2 separate regions of the Mus musculus genome follow, and region 2 is linked to region 1. The links are chromatin contacts, called in public promoter capture Hi-C maps. All regions are on one chromosome and are shown on one strand. Each heading gives the region's core, a stretch centred on a gene start, on an enhancer-like site or on the middle of the called end of the contact. The rest is flanking DNA. Distances are from core to core; before and after follow the strand shown.

Region 1 (6,143 bases), core at 1,936-4,435:
TATGTATGTATGTATGTCTTTCATTCGGGAACATAAACCATTGAGGTGGGTAGCAACTCCACAACCAGGCTTTATTAGTAATACAACAGATTCATCATCTCGTCTGCCATTCAGTTAGACATCACTTTCAAACATGGCTGCCTCCTTCTACAAACTAAGTTTTCCTTCATTGTTTGGGGTTAAGGGTGTGTACTAAGGGCATGTCTGTATTCCAGCCAGAGGGATTAAAGAAAGGTGTGTGCTAAGTGCTGAGCCACACCACAACTAGAAAAAGTTTGGGTTTTTTTCCCCTCCCAGTAAAGGACAAAATCTTGGGGTTCACAGCTGACTGCAGCTTTATACAGTCTGTTTATAACTGACAGGCAACCTATCTACTTGACTGAAAACAGAGTTGGAAGTTTACCAAGATATTTTTTTTTTCTGGGAATTTTGAAATCTGCTTTAAATTCATTAATTTTTAAATTTATGCTATGTGTTTGAATGTTTTGGCTGCATGCATGAGCATGTACCACATGTGTGCCTGCTGCTTTTGGAGGTCAGAAGAGAACATTGGATCACCTGGAGCTAGAGTTGTTGAACTAGGGTTGCTTGGGCGCTGGGAATTGAACTCAAGTCCTCTGCAAGAAAAACAAGTACTCTATACTGCCTAGCCATCTCTCTAGCCACTCAAATTCTTGTAGTGAAAAGGTCAGCTCAGGAACTTTGGGAAGGTTATGACACCCCTCCACCCCCCCCAAGCCCCCCCACCCCCCAGACAAGGGAGAAGCTAATTAGCATTTCTTAGACCACAGGGTAGCAACGGACCTGTGGGTGGGTGGGGACACATTCCGCAGGACTGACTGTTGCTCACTTTCAAACAAGGTGAAGTCCTTGTCACCTCATTCCCTAAAGACTAATCAGTTTAAAGGGTGCACTGTTCTGCCAATCATATTGTGCCGAGTTGCTAATGCTCTGTTCTGCCCCTGGAAACCTTATAAAAACAGCCTAACTGGTGATGGTGGTTGCTGCCTGTCCTTCGGGTCTGGGATGACCCCAGTGCACTGGAACAATAAATTCCTCTTGCTTTTTGCAGCGATCCTGGCTCCACATGGTTCACTTAGGGGGATCCCTGGTAAGAATGCTAAATCTGTATGGTAGCTTGCCTCATCAAGTTCCGCAGTAAATTCAGTTTTGAGACCATAAGCAACTTGATCACATGTCTCAAGTAATAAAATCTGTTTATCATTTGGTTTTAACTTTGTCATCTTATTTATGAAAAGTAAATGATTTAGTTTTAGTCAGTGTCAATGTTTTAAAAGAACTCCTGGGACTGGTGCTTATTTATTCCTTCATTCCATGAAACCCACGGTTTTGAGGATTTTCATAACATACATTTGTCATGCTTTTGTGCATACATGTTCTTGATGTGCTGTATAATGATACTCCATTACATGTAAGCACAGGGTGGCTTTTGCATCCTCTTCTATTGGTTTTACAAATGTGTTTCTCTCTTTTACCTGCCATTAATGGGGTATCAACCAAAGGAGATATATTGATGGTGGACAAAGAAAATGGGCTTAACATATATTTTATTGCGCCATATAAGTTCCTTGATTTAGTTGTGTCTTCTAAGGACACTAAATACATCATTTTTGGATGACATTGCATTTGTCAAAAAGACCACTAATAAAAATGGCTAGTTGAGCCATGTCTTTGTCATTGCGTTATTGCTCTTAAGAGACACCACAACCAAGGCAATTCATAAAGAAAAAGGACTTAATTGAGAGCTGACCTACAGTTTCAGAGGTAATTTACTGTCTACTTGGTGGAGCTGGAGAAGTCGCTGAGAGCTCTACAGTCTGATCCATAGGCAAAGAGAAAGACTGGGTCTGGTGTGGACTTTTGAAACCTCAAATCACACCCCCAGTGACACACTTCCTTCAACAAGGCCACACCTTGCACCTTGTTGAATCCTTATAATCTTTTTGACACTTGTACTCCCTGGTGTAACTTTAATTTTTCCAAATCCCATTTAAAAAAAAATATTTATTATTATATGTAAGTACACTGTAGCTGTCTTCAGATGCACCAGAAGAGGGCGTCAGATCTCATTATGGTTTTGAGCCACCATGTGGTTGCTGGGATTTGAACTCAGGACCTTCAGAAGAGCAGTCGGTGCTCTTAACCACTGAGCCATCTCTCCAGCCCTCAAATTCCATTTTTAATGATGGTTTTTAAACACTTTAACCTTCCTTGTAACCCACCACTCACCAGAGGTAGTGGGAAAGAAAGGATACGGGGGGGGGGGGGGAAGTGGAACTGTTTAGAAAGGTTCTTTGGAGCAACTCCCTTCTGTGTTGTCTGGAAATCAGTTCAGTTCACAGGTTAGCAGGCAGCGGTAGTTGGATCCACTGGCAAACACCTCATGGATACAGTTCTGTAGAGTCAGGTTAGCAACAGCAGTGACATGTCCAGATGTTCGAATCAACAGTCGGAACCAACAGGAACAGGGAATCGAAGATGCAAGATCCATAAGTGTTGCACAGTTAGCTGTACCAGTGAGCCAAGTCAAGCCAAGCCAAGCTAAGCTAAGCCAAGCCAAGCCACTCCCCCTCCCCCAATTTCCATTATGTTTACCTTGAACGTTTTGTTGGGCAGCATTCATAGCTTCCTGTGTTTGCTTGTTTGAGACAGGGTTTCTCCGTGCAGCCCTGGCTGTGGATCTCTGAGGACAGACTGCATTTTAATAAAAGTGGATATAGTCTGACATTCCAGGCTTTGTCATGCACGTGGTCCCTCTTTAGGCATTCCTATGCCCCATCTCCTATCTTTCCTTCCCTTAGGTCAGCCCTCTTCTTGACTATTGGGCAGCACCTAGGCACAGCGCTTCTCACCTTTAATGTGTAAAGGAATTGTCTAGGAACCTGGCTAAAGGGCAAATCCCAATTTAGGGTCCCACTTTTCTGGCCACTCTCTGGCGATGGGTTGTTCCCGTTCTGATACATTTTGGGTTTAGAGTGGGAGAGACGATCCATGTGCAGAGTTTGGAGATGGTGTCCTGGGTTCAAATGTGAATTCTTTTACTTGGGTGTGACCGCGGGCAGGATAACCTTGCCTAAACGATACCAGCTTCCCACAGCTAGTTAGGTCAGGTTCCTCTGTGGGGCGTGGCTAAAGCTGGGGGCGTGGCGCTAAGACCGTGCGCTTGCGCAGTCGGGTTGCGGAGGCCTCAGGTAAGGACCGGGCAGTGTTTCTTGTCCTCTGTTCCCCAATGTGTGGCGCGTGGGGTCTGTGACATTCTTGGGTGTGGGGAACACTCGAGCGAGCCCGCCCCGCAGGCGCAGGAGCGCGAGCGTTTCCGGGTCGCCGAGCCGCGACGCATGCTGGGACCAGGACCCCGGGTAAGGCTGGGTGCTCGCTGTTGGATCCTTGCAGGGCAGCAGCCCCCGGTCGCAGCGCCGCCTTTCCTCCCTCGGGCCTACACTGGAGCACACGCAGGGTTGCTTCTCCTGCGCTGCAGCCCCAGGCGCTCCTGTGCAACAAGGCTCCGTGGTCTTTGGTCTCCCTGAGCCATCTTGTCTGGACAGTGTGTCTCTGGTGACAAACGTGCTTTATTATTAAGTAGACAAGTCCCGAAGCGCAGGGCTTTGGAATGTGGCACGTCCATCAGTTTTTAAGAAATTAAGTGTTTTATTAATATCATTATTTGGACTGTTTGATATCTTAGCATCACTCTCTTCCAATCAAAAAAGATTTCGCTCAGATCCCGTAAGTTGTGGAACAGGATGCAGGCAGGTGTGCCCTGTCCTCGCCCTGAAACCTTAAAACCGCCCTTGAGAACTTAGAACTGAGCGGGACCGTCAGTGATTTAGCAGAGTACTGGGAAATCGAGGAACACAGCTGTCCCTTCTGCCTCCTCCCCAGTTTTTTATTTGCTTCGTTTTAAAAATGAGAATAATACAGTTTTTTTTTTTTCTGGTCCCTGAGTAATTCCCATTACTAAAGTGAAAAACGAACGTTGGAGGAGGGACACATGGTAACAGAGTCCAAGGCGAATCCTGATAGTGTTTAATTATTTTCATGCTTAGATACCATGAAAGGGACGTAAAAGCAGGGGAAAGGACTGGCTGATCCTGAACATTAAAGAACAGCCTGTCTCAGCATTGAGCAGTGGGAAAATATCAGAATATTAGATCAAAAGCTTAGTAGTTTGGGGTTATAGGGAGTTAGTTATAAAGCCTGAGCTACCTTTTGCATATTTAGCAAGACAAAACCTTATTTACTGGATAACGGTTCTTCAAAGACACCTTCTTTTGACTGTTGGAAACTGAGCCTACTACTCATGCTAATAGCTTGCATGCTCCCGTTCTCGGTTTGTCTCTGCGTACAGGGGGGAAGACTTCAGTTACTCGAAGCTTTGCCATGGACTGGGTCACCACCAGTCAACTTCTCCCCCATGGGCCAGGGCTTTGTATAAAACCTGGAGTGACTTCACGGGGGGGGGGGGGATTACTGGGGTGCCTGCCACCCTAGTCTTGCTGAATCAGGATCTGGGGACTGGGAAGTGGTCTGAAGGCTTAGGAACGCACGCTGCTTTGGGGATGGTGCATTGAAGTGTTCCAACACTGAGACTGCCTTAGAGCCAAGACTGGTTTGCTACCGTCTGGTTTCATATCCGTCTAGGAAAGGCATGAACTGTGGTGCAACTTAACAAAAGTACCTTCCTCTTGCAGGGCAGTCTCCAAAAGGGCCTTCCAATGCTGTTCCTATTATTAGACTGTATTATAATTCCTAGGTCAGCTAAAAAGTTTCTCTCTAACAGACACTAAAAAGCCTTAGTTCCTCCAGTTTTGCTTTGTAAAGAGCTCTATACCTTCTCAGAATTTCTGTGGTTTATCACACTCCTTAGGCATGGAGATCGGAAACTGCATGTAGGAATGTCTAAACGAAACACATACTACCCTTGAGGTTCATACAAGCACTGAGACTGGGGGTGGAGGTTTTTCTTTATAGATGTGGCAACAGAAATCTAAACATGCTCATCCATCCATGTTGTTAATGTAGGATGGCTCGGATCATGGAACCGCTGGCGAGGAAGATCTTTAAAGGAGTGCTAGCAGCTGAGCTTGTGGGTGTCGCTGGAGCTTACTGTCTGTTTAAAAAGATGCACTCCAGCCAAGGTAAACTCAGCTCAGCAATTGTTTTCTAGCAGGGGATGCACTCAATGTTGGTGACATTTCTGGGCAAAAATGTTTCTTGAGACTGAAGGTATCGGACGTTTTTATGGGCAGGAGGGGAGCGAGGCTGTTATTGTACCTGCAGACTAGGAGTGTCTGGGTTTTACCTGGGAAGGGTAGAACAGACGTCCCTATTCTGGCTCAGAACTGAACGGAATGGGTGGAGGCAGCTCAGCCTGCCCGTCATACTTACTTGTAGAAAAAGCTAACACCGCTGTGGGCAGTGATGGTGCACACCTCTCCCAGAACTCGGGAGGCAGAGGCAGGTGGATCTATGTGAGTTCGAGGCCAACCTGGTCTACAGTGATTTCCAGGACATCTAGGGCTACTGTGAAACCCTGCCTTGAAAAACAAAAACCAAACAAAACGATAAAGGCTATATTTTAAGATGAATGTAATTTGTATACTATCCTGTAAGATTTACTTCTTGGATTAGTAGATGGACCTTAGTACAAAATGCTAATAGACACTAATATACTAAATTGTTGTTTAATATGTTAATACAGTGATTTTTTTTTAATATCAGATTTCAGACAAACAATGAGCAAGAAATTTCCATTCATTTTGGAAGGTATGTTTTTCTTCAAGTAAAAATTCAAGTGTGAAACAACCTATAGATTCTGTGATGTTTTTACAACTTTAGAGCAAGTGACCTTATTTTGTTATTGGTTTCAAACACTAGTTGCTTCCTGGGACCACACAGTAAGGACTCACACCTATTACTTAGATGAGAACAGCTAGCTCTTGTTTTAATCCTTATTCCCCTGTTTACTGATCAACCTGCAGGCTTTATAAACAATGGACAAAAGTGCTGTCACTGAGTTATATACCCCACGTGCCAGCTGGAGTTTTCATTCGTTCAGTGGTTAAGATTATAGATTCCAGAGCGAGACCTAAGGGTTGGGACGGGCACAAACCATAGTTACT
Region 2 (6,143 bases), core at 2,158-4,657, 420 kb after region 1:
CTTCCATTACTTCCTTTGGTGAGAGCCACATCCAGTGACAGACAACCCTTTTACGGCTCTACTCTCACCTTCCTGTTTGGTCCCAGGCAAAATGATACATTAAATGAACTCATTGGTTCTTCTCTTCTAACTCTTTTGCTCCCGTTAGATCTGCTCCAGTTGCTAGGGACCTATGCTCCTACAGTCGGCATCTATCATGCAAGTTCACATCCCATTGTGGATGACCTTCAGATGTTATTCTTAATCATTACAGGGGACTCCATGTAACGTGATCCCTCACCTAAAGGGCCCCATCTCCAACAGTGGAGAAGCTGCACAGTGGAAGAATTATTTGGGAGTAGAACTGTCTGTCCAGAGTCACTTGGGATTTACCTGTTTTTATTACAAACAAGGCTAACCATGAGTATGAGCACAACACCCTGCAGAGTTCTAATGGACATTCTTTTTTTGGCAATATCTAGTAAAAATGGAATTTTCCATAAAAGTATAAATAAACAAGTTTTTTGTTTTTGTTTGGTTTGTCTTGTTTGTTTTGGGGGCGGGGAGTGTCAAGGCCTTCAGTTCAAGCTCTATAGATTGGGTATGAATTTTAAAAACCAAGATGGCTGACTTTTGTGAGTACACTGTAGCTGTCTTCAGACATACCAGAAGAGGGCATCAAATCCCATTACAGATGGTTGTGAGCCACCATGTGGTTGCTGGGAATTGAACTCAGGACCTCTGGGAGAGCAGTCAAGTGCTCTTAACCATTGAGCGATCTCCCCAGCACCTTGGTGGCCAACTTTTAATAACAATTCTGGGAACCAGATCTTCAGCAAAATTGATTCCAAGGCCTCCAAGTGGGCACTTAAAACCTAGTCCTTGTGCCTGGAATGTCCTGAACAGAAACCCTACTCAGGGCTGGGCTGTGTCCCTTTGTTTGCTTTTGACTTTTTTTCTTCCCCAGTCTGGCCCTCTTCCCTAAGAAAAGCTTACCAGTCTCCCATGGAACCGCTATGGGTACTTCTCTTCCAATGAAGCCACCCCAGTATTTTCTTGCAGAAACCTTAGAGCTTTTTTCCACAGCAATCCTTTTGGCAACAAACTTCAGTGCACGCCCTATGGCCTACCCCAATAGTGATTTTATTATGGTGAGCACAACACCCTAATTCATTTATTCCACTTGCTAGTTTTCTCATGGATGCTAGTACCCCTACCTCCACTGTGAGTGTCAGAAGTATGCAGTCTACGCTGTGTGACGGCTTCCATTCAGGCAGACGTTTTCTATCACCTGTGTTAGTTTGCAACACAGTGACTATAGAACAGATTCCATTGTTACAGATCACTCCATAAGAGTTTTCATTCCTTCACGTGATGTTCCTTGCAGTAATTCACTAGAGAAGGATGACCCAATGAGTCAAGCTAGGAGCATTTGGACTTCCTCGCTTGAAGCATAACATGGCAACCATTCTCAGGTGAAAAGTTCCTTGGATAAAACAGTGTGCTTTCAGAATAAAATGAGTGACCCTTTGGGCAGCGTTGGATCCATCAACTGTGTTAGTATGTTGAGCAGTGACCATTTACTCGCTTACAAAGCAAGCATCTTGTTTATTCAGCACCACGAATTAATATGTATGGCTACTTTTCAGCAACACAGCTTTCTTGAGTCTCATACAGCTTAAAGAGGTCTTCGGGTGGCTCACCATGTGGTGTGACATTGAGAATGTTCTCTTGTTGTGCTGGATCTAGTCTGAGAGTACGGGTGGGGACACAGGACAGTTGTATTATATTTACACCAAGGGCATGGGACACAGTGGTCTATTTATATACCTTAGTTGCTTACCATTCATAGTCTAGGAGGCCAATCCTAAACCGGAGGGTTTTGTCTGGGGCTAGGTTGCCAGTATAAATTCCCAAAGTGAGACTCACTGCAAAGAGGGCAGCATCCTGAGCTGCTTTATTGTTGCTGAAGCTCAAAGCAAAATGGCTCAGTCATCCCAGCTTGGCATTAATGGGAAGACTAGAAATATAACATATGCTCTTTTTTTTTGGTTTTTTTATTTTCTAAAATAGTTATCAAGTTAATTCACAGACTCCCAGGTCAGCACCATTCCATGATGTACAGTATTTGCAGTGGCCTTCAGTGAAAAGACCTAGCTTGAGGCTGTATCCTGGGTTTCTGGTTCTCCTTCCTGCTCAACCAATTGTCCTCTATGTGCTTGTTGACAGTGATGCTGGCCCACTGAGATTAATGACTGTATATTATGAGGAGCAAAGGACTCTGATATTATTTTTAGCATGTAATTTTTGGATGGAAAATATAGTTTGTTAGGTCTTACTGTCCATGAAAACAGACATCTACCTACACACAAAACAAAAAACAAAACTTTGCCTACTTTAAAAGGGTCACTACTTATGCAAATGATGACATATTTTTGGTATGTGGGTCACACACAGGTGGCTTGTCACTCATTTTTAGTTTACAAATGAAGTCCATTTGGGTTTCCTTAAATTCCTTAAATTAAGTGAAGATAAATTAGGATGTAAGTAGGATGGAGACACAGCTTGAGAACATCAAATCAGCTCTCAGCAGGTAAGAGTCTAAAGTGCCTCTTTGTAGGACAGAAAGTTAACTGCCACTTGGGCACCTGTTCAAGAGACTGGACCAGGCCATTTTCTTATAATAGGAGCGAATTTTTTGCTATGTCAAGTATACCTACAAGTGTACTTGAAGGTGTCTGTGTTTTAGTTGTTTGGTCCGGACAGAGTATGGATTTTGGAGAATATGGAGTTTAGTTTGGAAAAGTCAAGTGGGTAGACATGTGAGGGATGCAGAAGATGAGACTTTACCAGAGCCGTTCTCCACCATGGCTGGAAAGGCAGCAAAAAAGATGGAGACAAATCCCTCCCTCTTTCCCGGAAGTCATACAGCAGACAAAGGGTACAGTGAGACTGAATATGATCAGTAATTAAGATGGGAAAGTGTTAAGAGAGTTTGGCTGACACCAGCTACAAAAAAATGAGCTCGTGCAACTTGGCCTTAGAAAGTCTAAGAAGTTTCTGACCCATGACTGAGTGTGATCCCACAGAAAGGAACACTGGGAAGAAGCAGAGTGGAGATGCAGGACTTGGGGTTGCTTAATAGACTCAACGCTCTAGGGGAAACGATTTACTCTGTTTGGTTAGCCACCCAAAGTGGATCTCACTTCCTACGTTCAAAGGTTATCCCATGCATTATATGATTGAAGTCCAAGAACTCTAAACCCCAGGCCAGAGTCCCTGCTGCTGCCTTGGTGAAGGTGCCCTAGGGATACATCAAGCTGAGGGAGCTGGCACTCCCTGTTGGCAACAAAGCTCAGAGTCAGGAGGGGCGCCTAAAGATAGACAGGAATCTGTGTGCAATTTCCTGTTCTGGGTTCCTTAACCAATCTCCTCAGGGCATCTTGCAAAGGGGAAGGGCCCTTGAGTGGTCCTCTGAAGCTTCTGTGTCTGTAGGACCTACACAGCAAGGGAGCCTTTGTCTTACAGGATAAAATGCTGTAGCCAACCTTGAAGACAGGCATGCACAGGGCTTTGGTGGCCCTGTGGCAAAGGCTTATAGTCTTAGCTCCCCTCCCCCATCTCTGTCTTCTCTTCTCTCTTTTCTTTCTCTTTCTTCTCTCTCCTCTCGCTCCTCTTTCTATCCTCTCACCTCTCTTTCTATCCTCTCACCTCAATCTCAATCTCTCCCCCCCTTTCCACTTCTCCCCTCCCTCTCTATCTCCTCCCCTCACTCTCTTCCTCTCTTCTCTCTCTCAGCATGCAGGTTTGTATAAGCCAACAACAACAATAACACAATGATTGCCCATGTTCATTTCTCTTAAGTGTTCCTATTTCTAGAACCAAACTTGTAAAAAAGTCAAGACTGCAGTCATCTCTTGGCTTATGTTAAAGGTGTGGGTACATTTTAGGACTTTTACTAGATGGTCTTAAAATCTTTTCGGTTCTTGTTTATGACTATAAATGAACACGTTCATTTTAGCATTTACTCTTTATTGCGTGGTATGATGTACCCAAGTAATGTGAACATGAGCTGTCCTTAAATACCTACCTCACCTCCAGTCTCCACAGAAGCATCACCCTGTGCCTCCTACTGGGAGGAGGTAACACCCGAGCAACAGGGTCAGGCTGATAACGCATAGGGTTGGGCTGGTTTTGTTTTCAAATACACACGCGTAGCTTGCAAGGAAGCCCGAATGGAAACACGACAAATAACACTTGATGTATTATGTATAAAATGTAGACTTTGCAATAAAAAGCCAAAGGCACATAAAAATATATTTCAACTTTAAAAATAACTTAGTTACAGTAATACCTTGCTTGTTTTTAACCAACATGTAGCTGACAGTCAAACTTTTGCAACATGGAAATAATATACAGGGATATATAAAAACCACAAGGAAAAAAAATCCCAAATCCTGTAAGGTTGCTCGAATATGCAAAGAGTAAAATCATAACGCTGGAGACTTCGCTGTGGTGAACCCAAAAGATACAATATACAAAAAAGGCTAGGAAAAAAAGGCGTAGGTGCCAAATAAGTAAGTTTCCTTCTCATAACATGCAATGAATTGCCTTGGAGAGACCCATGGACCCAGCCCTCTTAGACAGCCTGGATTTCTGCATGTCTACAAACAAAACTGAGCATGTATGAGCATCAGCAATGCCTGTTGAAAATGAGCTCTGACTCACTTCCTCCTTTTTCTTTTCTTTTTTTTTCTTTTTTGCCAGAACAGGTTTTTTTGTTTTGTTTTGTTTTTTTTAATTTTTAAAAATTATTGTTTTCAAAATTTTTGCAAACAGGGCATGATGGTTAAAAAAATATTTTGTAGGAACAGGAGCGTTATTTTAGAAAATGCATCACATGGCTGCAAATAAAAACAGTCAGAGCAGCTCTTTCCATCAGCTGTGGTTAGTTGATTTTTTTGTTTTCTGCTTATTTTGGTACCTCTTACTCCCAAGAAAAAGAGCTGACTCCTGGCTACTTATTTTTATCCATGACATTCAGGACTTCATCCAAAAGTGAAGGCCCAAGATCCAACTGCAGGGAGAGCAGGGAGCCGGTCAGGTCAGAGAAGGACTCTTCTGATTTAGTCTTTGACTTCACAAGCTCACAGGAGGCAGGATGCTCAAACATGTCGTCCGCGGGCCAGTCGGAGGACTGTTCCGACAGGCTGGAGGAGTGGCTGTCGCGGCCCTGGCTGGACTGAGACCCGGAACCACTGGAGCCCCACGAGGTGTCTCCCTGGTGGACTGCCCCATTCTCTAACAGACTACTTTGCTCCTGAACTTTCTCTTCCATGACAGGCTCACAGCTGAGCCTTGGCAACTTAGGACGCCCAAAGGACTCCTGTTTGGAATGAAATGTCACTGGGGACAATAAGGGCAGCATCAGAGCCTGGGATCCCCCAATGGTGGGGAGGGAGATGGCATTTTTGAGCACCGGGGAGGGTGTTTCTGTGAACATTGAGTCCGAGGTGCTGTTGGCCCGGAAGAAGTCGTTATGCCCCGGGAACTGGCCAGAGTGTGCCTTCTCTTGGTTTCCCGGCAAGAGCTCATAATTCCCTTGAAGAAAGGAAATATCCCCAAAGACGTCATGCTGGCCCTCTTTGCCGATGTGTATAGTGTGACGAAAGTCCCCCAGGGGAGGACTGATCATATCAGGGGACAGAATGTCCCTCAGTTTAAATTTCTTTCCCTTCTTGTTGTTAGCCGCTTTCAGGTAAATTGGGGTCTTGGCAGGCATTTTGGAATTTGAGAATGTCTATTTCACAGACCAGGGAAAGAGTGACCTTCTGCACGGGTATCCTACACTTCCAAAACGTCCTTTTTCATAAGAATTGTCACATCATTTCTTCTCAAGTGGCTCTAAAAACGAGACAGGGTCTTGGAGATCTTGCTCAGCGCAGGGCCACGCGGGTCTTTCCGGAGAGCCAGTTACATTATCGAGTCCCTTCCACAGCTCAGAGAAACCTGGAAAAGACACCAGAGCAGGTTGTCATCTCCCAGCCTCCAGGGCCCACTCAGGCCTGCCACTCCCCAGAATATTACTCCCTCCCGTGCCTGGAGATAAAGGCAAGGCCAGCTCCCACGGAAAGCCCAACTTACTTCCTTCTACTAACTGTGTT

Evidence for each region. Promoter capture Hi-C pulls out the DNA fragments that hold promoters and counts their contacts.
Region 2: a promoter capture Hi-C map of neutrophils shows a contact between it and region 1, with 4 times the contacts expected there. The contact joins the enhancer-like site here to the promoter of Cebpzos in region 1. A contact is called at or near these places in 1 of 39 promoter capture datasets (neutrophils), 2 of 115 datasets of contacts at active chromatin or transcription factors (embryonic stem cells and pro-B cells) and 3 of 9 other capture datasets (adipose tissue, liver and macrophages).

What each region holds. Positions count from the first base shown.
Region 1 is chr17:78,913,314-78,919,456 of GRCm38.p6, forward strand. Cebpzos (CCAAT/enhancer binding protein (C/EBP), zeta, opposite strand) reads left to right here and starts at 3,186. Exons shown (of 5, transcript NM_001177403.1): 1 at 3,186-3,380; 2 at 5,044-5,159; 3 at 5,743-5,787. The coding sequence starts at 5,045. It overlaps Cebpz (CCAAT/enhancer binding protein zeta), which reads right to left. Exons shown (of 16, transcript NM_001024806.2): 16 at 5,690-6,143.
Region 2 is chr17:79,329,729-79,335,871 of GRCm38.p6, forward strand. It overlaps Cdc42ep3 (CDC42 effector protein (Rho GTPase binding) 3), which reads right to left. Exons shown (of 2, transcript NM_026514.3): 2 at 3,995-5,988. The coding sequence starts at 5,761. The coding sequence ends at 4,997. Among named protein-coding and RNA genes, the nearest start is that of Gm17315, 22 kb to the right of the region's middle. Within about 2 kb of position 3,408, at least 26 of the 459 cell types and tissues checked have an H3K27ac peak or open chromatin away from gene starts, as enhancers often do. A contact at or near this core is called in neutrophils, where this site is marked.